Linked DNA regions of Mus musculus: region 2 is linked to region 1. A link is a contact called in public HiChIP or PLAC-seq data. All regions are on one chromosome and are shown on one strand. Each heading gives the region's core, a stretch centred on a gene start, on an enhancer-like site or on the middle of the called end of the contact. The rest is flanking DNA. Distances are from core to core; before and after follow the strand shown. Region 1 holds the start of Ppp2r2a (protein phosphatase 2, regulatory subunit B, alpha). Region 2 has its middle 7.1 kb from the start of Gm30438.

Region 1 (7,287 bases), core at 867-3,366:
TACGCTTATAAACACAGAGATGGTTCCCGAGGCTGGCATCATAACTCCCTATGTAACTACCACTGAGCCCACAGATTTGGAACCAAATTGGCCTCCAATAGTTGGTAGTGTATTAAAAACAAGTCTGCAGGTACGAAATATCCAAAGACATACAGCCTACCAGTAATTATCATCATACAGATATTTAAAACCTCACTTCCACTTTTCCCTCTCCTTAAAGACAGTCAGAACCTTTCAAGTTAAAACCTACCAGGAAAAAACAAAAACAAAAACAAAACCAACCAAAGCACCAAAGTTAGTTTTCCTTTAAATGTACAAAAGGCCTACAAAAGAGTTATAAGGCTAAACTACCATGAAATATAGAACGAAGAGAAAACTTCGGGAACATTACTGCCTGAGAGGATGATTCATGTGGACTAAGCAAACACAACACCCATTTCTTTGCATTCGTTAGGAGCAAATCACTGGTTGCAGACAGAGGAAAAGGGGCGGAAATGCACGCCTGGGAAGAGATGGTCAAAGGAGGCTGCTCCTGCCACATTCACCTACTGCATCCAAAGGACCCAGAAAAAAGCAACCTTATTCGTTGCTCATCTCCTACAATACAGTTCCAATTATCATTTCATTGTTCAGCAAGGTCAAAGGGCAGCCTGTTTATATAGCAAACTGTAAACCAGTCCAGCATAACTTCTTTAAAGGTTCTATTATCTATGCAAATATTGAAAAGAAAGGAAAATTGGTTTAATCTCCGACACTCACTGCTCAGCACTGAAGAGGAAATGGGGGGATGGGGGCACCCCGGGATTTCTGGAAAAGAAACTCAATCTCAATCCAGAATTACTCTATGAGAGGAAGGGCTTCAAGACTAAATTGTACAAAGATAACCGACTCTCAAACGACATTAAACCTCGCTTTTCCTTTACCCATTCCTTGCTAAATTATTCTCAATCAGGCTTTCTCCCCCCGCACCCCCCCCGTCCCCCCTCAGCAAGGTTTTATAAAATCCCTCTCCCTTTGGCTATTTATATCGGCGAACTCCACAACTATTTTAACTCCAAGAAACCCTTCTGGGAAAAGGACATCTGCCCAAACGCTACCGTGCAAAATGCAAAGTTTAAATTACCTTTCTCTCCCACCCAGCCCCCACCCCAATCCTTGCAACTTCTATTAAAGGCTTAGCATTCGTGAGTGGCAAAAAAATAAGACACGGGAAGGGAGCAAAATCGAAAACGAAATTCAGGCTTACACCCTCAAAACCTGACCTACCCCATTAATGTTTGTGTGGTGCTGGGGGTTGGGGGGGGGGTGACCGTGAGTTGGGGGGGTGGGGGTATGCCTCCATTGTATTTTAACTTGCAAAGCTGTCTTCCTTCTTATCGGTCCAGAATACATTTCTACAGAAAGGTTCTCAGTAGACCGGGAAGAGGAATGAATATGTAAGGAAGAGCGGAGGGAGCAGGGTGCAGAGGGGACCCATCTGCACGCCTGCACCCGCCCCACCCACGCCGTCTCCCACCCCCAACGCACCCGTGCCGTGTTCCTGTAGTGCCAGGCCCCGGGCCCGGCCTCCAGGCCCCACAGTCCCAGCTCAGTGCCAGGCCCGCCCGCCCGCCCCACACTCGGCCAGCGCCCCAGGCCGAGGCCCCGCCACCACGGTCGCTAGGGGGTGACGGAGAGCGCGCAGAGGAAGCGGCACGGCACCCTGTCAGCCGCCCAAGGGCCGTTTCTTCTTTACCTGCCATGTCGCGCTGCAAATGGTGACCCTGCCGGGCTCGTCGGGGTCTCCGCGACCGGGGCTCAGCCCCCACACCTGGGGATGGGGGGATCGAGGGCGCGGATGGAGGCGGATGGCACCTGAGGGGGGAGGGGACCGGGACCGGGGCGGAAAGGAAGCGGCCCGGGTGGAGCGGTCGGCAGGATGGTGGCGTTCACTCAGGGGCGTCCCGTCTCGTGCTCCTTCTCTCGCGGTGGAGACGGCAGCGGCGGCAGTAGCGGCGGCGGCGGCGGTAGTAGTGGCGGCGGCAGCGGCGGCTAGGACAGCGACGGCGGCCGCGGCGGCAGGGACAGGCGACTCCACTTTCAAAATGGCGCCCGCTGGCTGGCCGGTGACGTCACTTGAGGGGGCGGAGCGTCTTTGGGGCGGGTCGTGCTGTGTTAGCCACGCCTCCTTCTTGTCTTGCTTTCGCCCCGCCCCGCCCGCTAGGATCCTTGAGAAGGTCCCTGTACAGAGCTAGAGCTGCACTTAGTTTGCTGTGGCTGTGGGCTGGATGTGCCAAGCCGCGGTGCCCAAGTGGCCAAGGCCTGGCCTGTCTGCACCTCTCACTGTCCCAAGCCGTAGAGCCAAGGCCGGAACTTTGGGATGGCCTCATATGTTCACTTATGCTCAACCACATGGTGAGCTGGCCCTCTCGAGAGAATACCCCTTTTGTTGCTCCAGTGACCCTGTGGGTGAGCCCCGGAGGCACCAAAATTAAGGGAGAGTGATGCATACTTGCCACTGCCTGCCCAAGGTGAGAGTTCACTGAGCCCAGAAGGACACAACTGGACTGGTTCCATCTGGGTGAATTAGGTTACCTTCCCATGGACTAGAGCCCTTGGCTACTGCGAGCAGTTAAGAATAGCTCGCCACAGAAATTGGATGTTGTGAATGCCGCAAAAAGTAGCCAAGGTCTTTTCAGATAAAAGTGGTAAAATCAATGATTAAGAAGGTATGTTCTGCTGGGCAGTGGTGGCATACACCTTTAATCCCAGCACTTGAGAGGCAGAGGCAGGCGGATTTCTGAGTTCAAGGCCAGCCTGGTCTACAGAGTGAGTTCCAGGGTAGCCGGGGCTACACAGAGAAACCCTGTCTTGAAAAACCAAAAGAAGAAGAAGAAGAAGGAGGAGAAGGAGGAGGAGGAGGAGGAGGAAAAAGAGGAGGAGGAGGAAGAGGAAGATATGTTCTTCTGGCCGTGGTGACACATTCCTATAATCTCAACAGCGCTTGTATTCATTTAAGAGGTTCTAGAGTTCAAGGACAGCTGAGTTTGAGGCTAGCCTGGGCTATCTATAGAAGACTCTGCCTAACATACATACATCAAACACATGCAAAAAATTAAAATAAATCCATTTAAATGTAGCCTCTTCCAGTCAGACTCTCTGACATTCCCCCCCCCCTTTCCTATTCACCTTTAACTAGGTCAAATGCCCTTTCTTAGTAGTGCCAAGCTCTCCTCCTAGAGAGAGGGAGGGGAAGGAGGCAGAGGCAAGCAGATTTCTGGAGGTCAGCCTGGTCTACAGAGCTAGTTCCAGGACAGCCAAGTCCACACAAAGAAACTCTGTCTTGAAAGACAGAAGGAGGGCTGGGTAGATGGCCTAGTGGTTAAGAGCACTGACTGCTTTCCCAAAGGTCCTGAGTTCAATTCCCAGCAGCCACATGGTGGCTCACAACCATCAGTAATGGGATCTGATTCCCTCTTCTGGTGTGCCTGAAGACAACAACAATGTACTCATCTTAAAACAGTTAAAAAAAGAAAGAAAGAAAGAAAGAAAGAAAGAAAGACAGGAGGAAGAGGAGGAGGAAAGAGAACAACAACAAAATGTGTCAGGTCCAAAGGAAACTTCCCAAACTGCAAAAGGCAGTTCAAATATCCAGAAATGAGCTCAGCCTGGACTATAGGAGGATTTCTGGAAGTTAGATTAAAAAAAAAAAAAAAAAAAAAAAAAAACAGCATTCTTCAGGAACTTGTGAAGCCAGGGGCCCTCTACCAAAAATGTCATTTCCCTCACTTCTGGCAAAAAGGAGATATAGCTACCTACGTTGCCTAACTGTATATCAAAGCACATGCTGGTATCCCAAGATCCTGTGGCACATTTCAGTCCACGCTAGTGTCCTGCCCTTCTTACCTCTCCTCTACTGTAAACTCCAGCCCTCGGGTGTTTCTCTCCCAAGCTACTCCTCCTTATGACCCTGCTATTCTGGCTGTTTCCTCTATATTTTATCCTCTGCTATTATTCTTCCCTCTCCGGCATGTTCAGTCTGTGCTCTGGACTCTTCCAGATGCCTCTGGCCACTCTCTCATATCTACAACAAAACCCTCCCCTTAACCAAACTATGAAGCAGTCATGTTGTCAGTTTATACAAATAGTCTCATAAAGTATAATGCACTTTTCTGTTTTCTTAAACCACATTAAAATGATCTCAGTCTGTGTCTGTTATTAGACAGAATTCTTTGAGGCTAGGAAGTATGTTATTCATCTCCCTATCACTAGCCACATAATTCATGGGACTAATGGATGAATAAATAAGTCTTCTGGATTGGGAAGAAAAACCACTTAAATGTTGGCTCCTTAAGGTTTGCTGAACTGTAAATATTTTCTCTCTCTTTTTTTAACTTTTAAGATTTCTTTAACTTGTATGAGTCTTTCGCCTGCATGCATGTGTGTGTACCATGTACATGCCTTGTGCCCTCAGAAATCAGAAGAGTGTGTCACACCCCTGGAACTTGAGTGACAGATGGTTGTGAGCTGCCATGTGGATGCTGGGAATTGAACCTCAGTCTTCTGCAAGAGCAACAAGGGCTCTTCACTGTTGAGCCAACTCTCCAGCCCTCATTCTTCTTAATGCCAGGGGAAAAAAAAAGAAAGAAAGAAAGAAAAGAGGCATTTTAGAAGTCATCTTGGTGATCTCACCTACATTTATTAAACAACCAACCCCATTTGGTAAATAGGTAAATTGCCTGTGCGTGCATTTGCTGTAGTTATTTCCCATGGTGTCTTCGAACCTGTTTACACACTACTCAGGAGATGGGGTATCCCAATAGGATAATGTTCTCTTCTTGTACATGATCTTGAAACTTTTGTTTGAATTGGTTTTGAGTTTTGTTTTGTTTTGAGACAGGGTCTTGCTCTGTAGCCCTGACCTAGAGCTGTGTAAATAAGGCTGTCCTTGAACTCACAGTGATCTGCCTACAGATGCCTCCAAAATTCTAGGAGTTCAGGCAAGTCACCACATTTAGCTACAAGCTTTTTATCACGTGAGAAGAGTCCTAAATGTAACTCTTGATCACATGACCACGCACGGTGACCAAGCCTTGCAGAATTGAGCTCATCTTGGGTAAATGAAGAGGGAAATTCCCTCTTGGTTTTTCTGGTGACTCTTTAGAAGACTCGGACCTTTTCTGCTTTAAATCTGAGTCAAGAGAAACAAAGAATTAAAGAATCAGGAGCATATTCTAGCTGAACAGATCTCACCCTGGGTTACTACAAGGTGGCTTTTAAAATATATTACATGGTGTCTTAGGGGTCCTATTGCTAACTGGAATTCACTCACGATCTTCTGGGCACTTGGGGACTTGGGTCACTTCTCCAGCTCTGTCCTCTGCAGCACACACAGTTTATCTTTGAGGCTCCTGCTGGCTCTACTCCACTGCTGCTGCTGTTCTTAGTGATCATTGCATGCTACTGGCATCTCCAAGATGCTGGGGTCTTCTGCTGCCACTGGGATGAGCATCCACCAATAACCTTTCCTAGGCTCTCTTCAGGGACTCCAGTCCTGCCACACAGTGCCAAGCCTCAGCTGCTCTCCATGACCTCTCAAGCCTTTATAACCAGTACTACGTAGGTGACTCTTAGACTACCAAGTTCTGCTACCAACACAAGGTACAACCTTGGCCTTGTGTGCTGATTCTCAGGAAACACTTTCCAGAAGGTTGCACCTCATCAATGTTGCTCCTTTCTTCATCCCTGCTAATTTCTCAGCTACAGCTGACAAGTACTGAGTATCCACACAAAACAAAGGTTTCACTTTAGTAGTTCTGCTGTCTTGCTAATCACAGCTGATTCTTCAACCTCAGCTAACCAGAACCACAGATTCTTTGCACAAAAGGCTCAGCAGAGTCTTGGCTTCCTTCTGAAACATCACAAGCCAGGCCTCCATCATCTGCACTGCTCTTAACATTCTTTTTTTCCAAGCTCCTACAGAGCAGCTTCCTGTGTTCGCAACATTCAATAGATTTTCTTTTCTTTTTTTCTTTTTTTGTTGGTTTTTCAAGACAGGGTTTCTCTGTATAGCCCTGGCTGTCCTGGAACTCACTTTGTAGACCAGGCTGGCCTTGAACTCAGAAATCTGCCTACCTCTGCCTCCCAAGTGCTGGGATTAAAGGCGTGTGCCACCACCCCCCGGCTCAATGGATTTTCTAGCCCAAAGTTCTAAAGTCCTTTCACAATCTTCCCCAAAACATGGTCAAGGCTGTCACAGCAATACCCCATTATGCTGGTACTAATTCGTCTCACTTAGGGTTTCTACTTGCTGTGATGAAACACCATAACCAAAAAGCAAATTGGGGAGAAGAGGGGTTAGTCCACATTACAGTTCACCACCAAAGAAAGTCAGGACAGGCACTCATGCAGAGCAGGAACCTGGAGGCAGGAGCTGATGCAGAGGCCATGGGGAGTGCTGCTTACTGCCTTGATCTCTTAGGCTTGCTCAGCCTGCTTTCTTCTACAACCCAGGACCACCAATTCAGGGATGGCACCACCCACAGTGGGCTGGGCCCTCCTCCGTGTACTATTAATTTAGAAAATGTCTTGCAGGCCTGCCTCCTTCTCATGGAGACATTTTTCCAATTGAGACTTCCTCCTCTCCGATGACTCCAGCTTGTGTCGAGTTCACAAATTCACACAAAACTATCCAGCACACATGACCAGAGAAGAATTACTCAAGAATTAATTCTTTACCTAATGAACCAGATTTGTAGTTGGGAGGAATACAAACCCTTCTCCATTAAAAAAGAAAAATGGAGAAGTGGTATCCTTTCACACCCTCTGTTCTCCAGGTGGTTACATAAAGAGTATACAAGTAGGACCTTAAGTGTAAGGACAAAAGCAGATATCCCACGGCACGAGAATTGAAACAGGCATGATACAACTGTAATCACAGCTACCAGGACAATCTTCAGTTCCAGACCAGCCTAAGCGACACGTGACGACCTCCATCTCAAACATTAAAGCAATAGAAAATAAAGAAATTAATCTGTTTTAAAGCCAAGCATTGCAGGGCATGCTTGTAATCCTAGCAAGCATAGGAGGTGGAGTCAAGAGGATCACAAGTTCAGAGTCATCTTTGACTATGTATAATGAGTTAGAAACCAGCCTGGGCTCTATGAGATCTAATAGAACAATGAATTTAAAGAAAGGGTGGTGGCGGCAGGGGCAGGGGGTGGGGTTAGGGGGGATAAAAGAAGAACAGGAAAGTGGGAGAAAGGGATAAAAAAAAAAAAGAAGAAAATGGGAAGGGAAGAAATTAAC
Region 2 (6,708 bases), core at 184-2,683, 78 kb after region 1:
CTCTCTCTCTCTCTCTCTCTCTCTCTCTCTCTCTCTCTCTCTCTCTCTGTGCATGTTTTGTGGATAGAGGTGCACATGCGGATAGAGGTGTGTGCATACATGGAGGCCTGTGGAAGCCAGAGGTGACCTTTTGCGTTCGATGAAGAGTCTCTCATTGGCCTGAAATTTTGCCACATAGGCCAGACAAGATACTTTCCTCACTCCTTTGAGCTTCCAGAGATCTGCCTGCTTTTACTTTCAGTCTCAACATTTCTCGGATTACAGGCACACACACTTTTTTCTATAGGCTATGGGGATCAGAACTCAGGTATCCATGCATAGGAGACAAGCACTTTAATGACCAAAACTATCTCCTCAGCCCCTACACTTAATTTTTGAAAAAACCATCTTACCGGGTTCCAACGGTCCCTGGTACTATTAATTGTACATTGACTTATATGATACTTTGACTGTCGTCCCACACCATCCAAGCAGGGATCCTGTTTATTTTTGCTGCCTTAGCTCCTATGTCTCAATATCTGGAGCAATGCCTAGATAGAGTAGTCACCAAACTATGTGCTGAATTAGGGATCGAGTCAGCCTAATATGCACGCAGCATTGTGTAGACAGTCTCTGCACTTAATGAGCGCAAATTAGTTGGCGACGTACACAAGGCTGTAAGTAAACAAGGGAAGGATATAATTATGTGTTATAAATTGTGCTTCTGTTTTTAAGCATGAAAGGAGAGGGAGAAGGAGAGACTTCTGTGGGCAGGAACAGTCAAGGAAAGGCATAGACTGGGACAGAGGGGAGGAAGTCAATTTAGGCAGAGGAAGCAGTCTCCCTCTCCATCCAGCTTTATTGAGGTGTAATTGGCAAATAAAACTTTCATGTATTTGAAGGTGTAGAGCATGAGTCTTGGTTTGTACATACACTTTGAAATAATCACAGTTAGCTGATGAGTATGCAAAATACCACACTTATTTATTGTTTTGTGGGTGTGTGTGTGGGGGGGTGAGGACACTTAGTCAATTCCAAGTTCATGGGAGAGTGTGATTAGCTGTGGTCCCCTGCACACTGGACATTAGCCATACCTGAAATTTCATTCCTCCAGACCAGGATCTACTCGCCTGTCCTTCCTGTCAGCCCTGGAATTAGCATTCTATTCTCTTCTTCTATGCACTCAACTTATTTTTAGACTCCACCTGTATGTAAGAACATGAAATATTTGCCTTTCTGTGTCTGGGTTATTTCCTGTAGCTCATTGTCTTCTAAATCCAACTCCAGGGGTGAAAATGGCAAGATTTCCCTGACATCAAAGCTGAATAGAGGGGCTGGAGAGATTGCTTAGTGGCTAACCGTACTGGCTGCAGCTGGCCCTTCCCCTCACCAGCTGCAGCACTAGTCCTGCACTTGCCTGGGCAGCCCTGCAGGGCTGACCCCGGTCCAGGGGGCGCTGGTGAGCAAGGGAGAGCTGGGCCTACCACTGGTGATACCCGACCTCCCACCCCATCACCACCTGTGGGAGTCAGGAGAGCTGGCCCTGGAGTCATGAGAGCTGGTAAGCTGTCCTTGCCCCTCTTCAGCAGCACTTGGGAGAGTGGGCCTTGCACCTCGCCTGGGCAGCACAGTAGAGCTGGCCCTGGTGTGTGTGTGGGTGCAGGTGAGCCGGCCCCTAGGGTGAGCTGTCTCTGCCACTGGTCTGTCATGGGGTGTCGTGCATGGGTGCAGGAGTGATACTCTCCTTTTCTTGCCCTTTGCTACCTCTGGTAGTTGGGAGAGCTGACTGCAAGGCATGAGAATAGAACAGTTAGTCTTGCCACCTCATTGGCTGTAGCACTTCCAGTAGAGTGGCTCTGCCCCTCACCTGAGCAACACAGTGGAGCTGGTCCTAATGGTGAAGGCATGGGCGAGCCGGCTGCGAGAGTGGGAGAGTTAGCCCAGCCCTTCACAGGCTACAGCACTTGGGAGAGTGGATCTGCCTAGACTGGGCAGGCAGCATAGAGGAGCAGGATCTCAGGGCATGAGAGCAGGAGAGCTGCCCCTACTTCCTGGTGATGGCTGCATCGTGTGGCCTAGCAGGAGCAGTGCTGGGAGTGAGGATAAGGAAGAGCCAGTGTACTGAGCAGCTCAGCTACCACTCAGGCCCAGATCCAGGGCTCTGAATTAGCCCACCCCCAAATCAATATTATCTGTGAATGGTTGGGACTGCCGATTCAAAGCTGCAGGATCTCCATGACACAGGGCAACAGCAGGATAACCGGGAGGAGACCCGATGAGGATCCAATGTTGATGGTGTCACAGAAGCCAGAGATCTCGAACCAGACCAATGACCGCATTGCAAAGAACATTTGCAAGTGAAGATGTGTCTACAAAGGGGTACACTGTGGGACACATGGCGACACTACAGCTTCCACAATGAGATCTTTTCTATGGTTTGCTTTTGTTGTTGTAGAGGGAAAGGTTACAAGGATAAAGGGTGGACATGAGGGGATTGAGGTACATGATGTGAAACTCATGAAGAATCAATAAAAAGTAAAAAAAAAAAAGTACTGGCTGCTCTTCCAGAGGTCCTGGGTTCAGGTCCCAGTACCTGCAACTGTTACCTTTTGTTACTTCTGTTTCAGGTATCTGACACCCTCTTCTGTTCTCCATGGGCACCAGACACTCTCGCGGTGCACAGCCACACATGCAAGGGAGCACTCATACACATAAGATAAAATTAAGTAAGTCTTCAAGGCAGAATCGAGTTCTATCCTGTATAGTACGGCATTCTCTTTACTCAGTCATTGATGAACATCTAAGCTTCTTCTGTCTTAACTGCTGTTAATAATGTTGCAATAAACACAGATTCTTTTCTATTTAATTTTTCCCAGTTATTTATTGTGGGGAGAAGGGGAAGGGAGAGGGGGAAGGGAGAGGATCCTGCATGCATGTCATGGTGCATGGGGAGAGAGGAGAACTTGCAAGGGTCAACTTTCTCCTTCCACCATGCAGCTTTCTGGTACAGAACTCTTGTCTGCAAGTGCCTTTGCTCTCTGAGGCAGTCTCACAATCTCGCTGGCCTTCGTTTTAAATTTTTAAGGAACCTTTGTGCCATCGGCTACCATGGTTCTGTTCATTTGCATTTCCACCAACAGTGCATAAGGGGAGAAAACAGCATTAACTTGAGATTATTTTTGTGGGAGGCACTTTGGGGTCTAGACATGGGTTAGCTGAGAGGGCTAAGACCAGGCTAGCCTTGAACTCAGAGAGATCTGCCTGCCTCTGCTGTTCAAGGACTGAGATTAAAGACATGTGCCACTACTACCAGCTTTTTTTTTTTCTCACCTTTCAATTCTAGGCTGCAACCCATTTTAGCAGGCAAAGTCAAGGTAGTTGGAATTTAAAACCACCAATCATGCCACAGCTACAGTCAAGAGCAGAGAGAATGACTGTATGAGTACTTAGGTGCTCAACTTTCTTTCTCCACTCTTTTATACCCAAAACACAAACTTAAGGAACGGTGCTACTCGTAGTGGGTGGAATCTTTCCACATCAATCAATACACTGCAGACAATATGTCACGTAGCCTGATCTAAACAGTCTTTCCCCAAATGATTCTAGATTGTACCAAATTGACAAAACCATCTGATACCCCCTTGAAAACTAAGCAGGCAGCCAGTGAAAGGGAGTCTAGCTCTCTAAAGCCCACCCAGCATGTGTCCAAAGTAGGTAGAAAGACTGACAAAGCAACCCTGCCCCAGACTAGTGTCACTAGCTAGAGAGTTCTTTTGCTGTATTTAGTGTCTTAGTCCAGCATCCAGCAGCTGCTGCTTATACTTTGAGCCAGGGATGTGAAGACCCTGGTGCTACAGCTCTTTGGTACCCAGAGCTAGTAACTCTTGGCAGCTTTCTGGAACTCTTCTGGAGGCCTAGCATCCTTTTCTCCGTTTTGACTATTTGTAATAGGTCACCTCCGCAGCCTCAGCTCTCCACCGTCTCTTCCCTTCTCAGCACCAGCATGGTCCTTTTCAGTCTCAGCTCTCTACAATCTCTGCTCCTATATGCCTTCTGGAACCCTTGGGTAACTCCTAGCTGCACCTACTGGATGTGCCAGGAGCCCTGGACATCAACTACCCTTTGTGTTACCAGCTCAGCCTACCCTGATAAAAGCTACAATTGGGCATTAAAATATTTGGGAGAGCTCTTTTCAGAACCTTAGCTCAGGGGTATGGGGCCAATGTGAAGTAGGGAGGTCCTCTGTTCTGCTCCTAGGACGAGCCCATTACTATAGCAAGTCATGCATGCATCCTAGCAACCATGAGTAGAAGTCCTAGTTAGCTTTAACTGTCAACTTAACACAGCCTAGAATCACCTGAGGAAGGAGTTTCAGTTGAGGAACTACCAGAGCAGATTGGCCTGTGGGCGTGTCTGTGAGGGATTGTCTTGATCACTACTTAATTTAGGAGGGCCCAGAAGGGTGCCACTGTGGGTGGCACCATTCCCTAGGTAGGTGATCCTGAACCATATAAGAAAGTTAGCTGAGTATGAGCTAGCTTGAGGACCACAGAGCAACACCCATCATGATGTCTGCTGTATCTCTTTGGCAATGAGTGAGTTTTCTGTTTAAAGGTAATGTTACATGGAATAGCAAGCAGACTTGCTTTCATTCAGGTTCCCACCTTGAGTTCCTGTTCTGATTACCCTCAATGATGGACTTGACCTTGAAGCATAAGTCAACTAAATCCTTTCCTCTCCTAAATTGCTTTTGATCAGAGTGTTGTTTTGTTTGATTTTTGATTGTTTTTGTTTTTGTTTGGTTTGGTTTTTGTTTTGTCACAAGGATGAAACCAGAAGAACAGGGGAGGTCCTCGCTCAGACTAGATTGGAGACTGCTACGAATCATCCAGACCAGCTGGAGGAAGTCTTGTCTGTATCTGCTATGGATGAGGTCATACAAAGGTCATCCGAAGCCGTCATGACCTCATTGATGCCTCCCCAAGGCAAAGTCAGGCTTGAAATACTAGTCATGACAGATGCAGTGTTTCCCCTGACAGGAGTGGGGTCTCTTTCAGGTCTTGGCAACTGGGTCAGAGTCTTTCCAAGCAGCCACGAGTTGTTTAGAGTAGTCTAGCTGTCATGGTGACAGCTCCAGAAATCACTAGAAAAGAGCTGCATGATTGACAGCTCCCACAGTCTCCTTGGAAACAGCAGGACTGATGTCACCATTGTTGTGACACCAGTGGGCCTCCAGGAGAGGCAGTGATATCATTTGAATCCCTGTAATATTTTGGAACAGTAGGACCAATGTCAATCTGGCTTCTGTCTCTGCCAGGCTTGGGGACACCACCAAGTTTACCCTGGACAGCTGCTTCCAGCCTGAGCAAAGAGAAGGGTCTAATAGTCTTCAGTAGAACACTCCAATTGCAGACTGTGACCCCAATAGTTTTAGTCATTTAAAAAGAGTGAACAAAAGAGTGCCCACAGTAAAGATTTGACCTAAAAATAACATTCTTTATTGTTATTGTTATTATTATTCAACAATAACCCTAACATTCTTTATTGTTATTGTTGTTATTATTATTATTATTCAACAATAACACTGTTAAGATTAGGCTATGCTTTACTTGTAAGTCATTCTTATTGTACAAAACAGTGGGGATCAGTGGGGTGCATTGCTCTGGGAGACTTCATTTTATTTTAGTTTTTTATTGAGACAAAGTCTTGCTGTGTAATCTTGGCTGACCTAGAACTTGACATGTAGACCAGGCTGGCCAGAAACTCATAGAGATCTGCCCCCATGTCCCTCCTGAGTGCTGGGATAAAAGGCATGTGCTGCTGTACCCAGCAAGGAGACTGCATTTTACGAGCAGCTCTTTAGTCTGTTTTGAGAGAGGATCACAGCATCCCTTGGGTGAATCCATAACCAGCACATCCATGTGACACACACTGATAAATGACTTACTTCTGGCGTAGAAAAGGAGCCACCGTTCAGTTTACTGGGTGAATGAAAACTGCAGGGGCACAGATAGGATGCGCTCGAGTCCTATCAAAGAACTTATCGGATGTGCCAGACCAAGTAAAAGGTATAACTCTCTTCCTTACCTGGACCCCATAAAGTGATAGACACTTAGCATTGTGATAGGTGGCCACACGTTAACCTCTCATCAGATACCTGGTGTGTGTGCCTCGAGGACCAACAAGCAGAGGACTCCCCAGCTATCCTTGGACCAAACCCAGCTTGATTTGGTCCCCTGCTTTGACATGGTCTACTCAACTTTGACGTGCCTAGTCACCAGTTTGCACCTCTGTTCTTGCCCTGGCTTCTGTTGGGACCTAGAGTGGGCTTTCACCTTACAGTTGAACTCTGTAGCATCAATCTTAAGTCCTAACAGTATTTCCAGCAGACTCCTCACTGCTGATACAGTTCGTTATTTCATTAATGTAGAATCTTTCTCAACATCCTTCTGCAAGCTCTTGAACTCTGCCACAGCCTCTTTAATTTGTTTTTCCTCTGTAAACCACGTATGTATGTATGTATGTGTATGTATACATGTATGTGTATATACATATGCAGATAGACATATTTACTGTGTGCTGTGTCATTTATGATGTGAGAGTTAATATTAACATTTAAGATTGGAATAAAAGAACTTGTGTTCGTCTTGGCCAGGTTACCAAAGTCGATGGGATTATCCAACAAATTGTTGTCATGGAGACCATTGAGCCTTGTGAATTGACGGATAG

What was found. HiChIP or PLAC-seq counts read pairs in DNA pulled down with a chosen protein or histone mark.
Region 2: a contact with region 1 is called in an H3K27ac HiChIP or PLAC-seq map of epiblast stem cells. The contact joins the enhancer-like site here to the promoter of Ppp2r2a in region 1. A contact is called at or near these places in 4 of 39 promoter capture datasets (3T3-L1-derived adipocytes, hippocampal neurons, neural stem cells and 1 more), 14 of 484 Hi-C or Micro-C datasets (brain, cardiomyocytes, cerebral cortex and 8 more), 14 of 115 datasets of contacts at active chromatin or transcription factors (the SCID.adh cell line, craniofacial prominence, embryonic basal ganglia and 11 more) and 2 of 9 other capture datasets (adipose tissue and pancreatic islet).

The regions. Positions count from the first base shown.
Region 1 is chr14:67,070,355-67,077,641 of GRCm38.p6, forward strand. It overlaps Ppp2r2a (protein phosphatase 2, regulatory subunit B, alpha), which reads right to left and starts at 2,117. Exons shown (of 10, transcript NM_028032.3): 1 at 1,736-2,117. The coding sequence starts at 1,742.
Region 2 is chr14:67,148,723-67,155,430 of GRCm38.p6, forward strand. No RefSeq gene overlaps it. Among named protein-coding and RNA genes, the nearest start is that of Gm30438, 7.1 kb to the right of the region's middle. Within about 2 kb of position 1,434, at least 26 of the 459 cell types and tissues checked have an H3K27ac peak or open chromatin away from gene starts, as enhancers often do. A contact at or near this core is called in cortical glia, epiblast stem cells and neural stem cells, where this site is marked.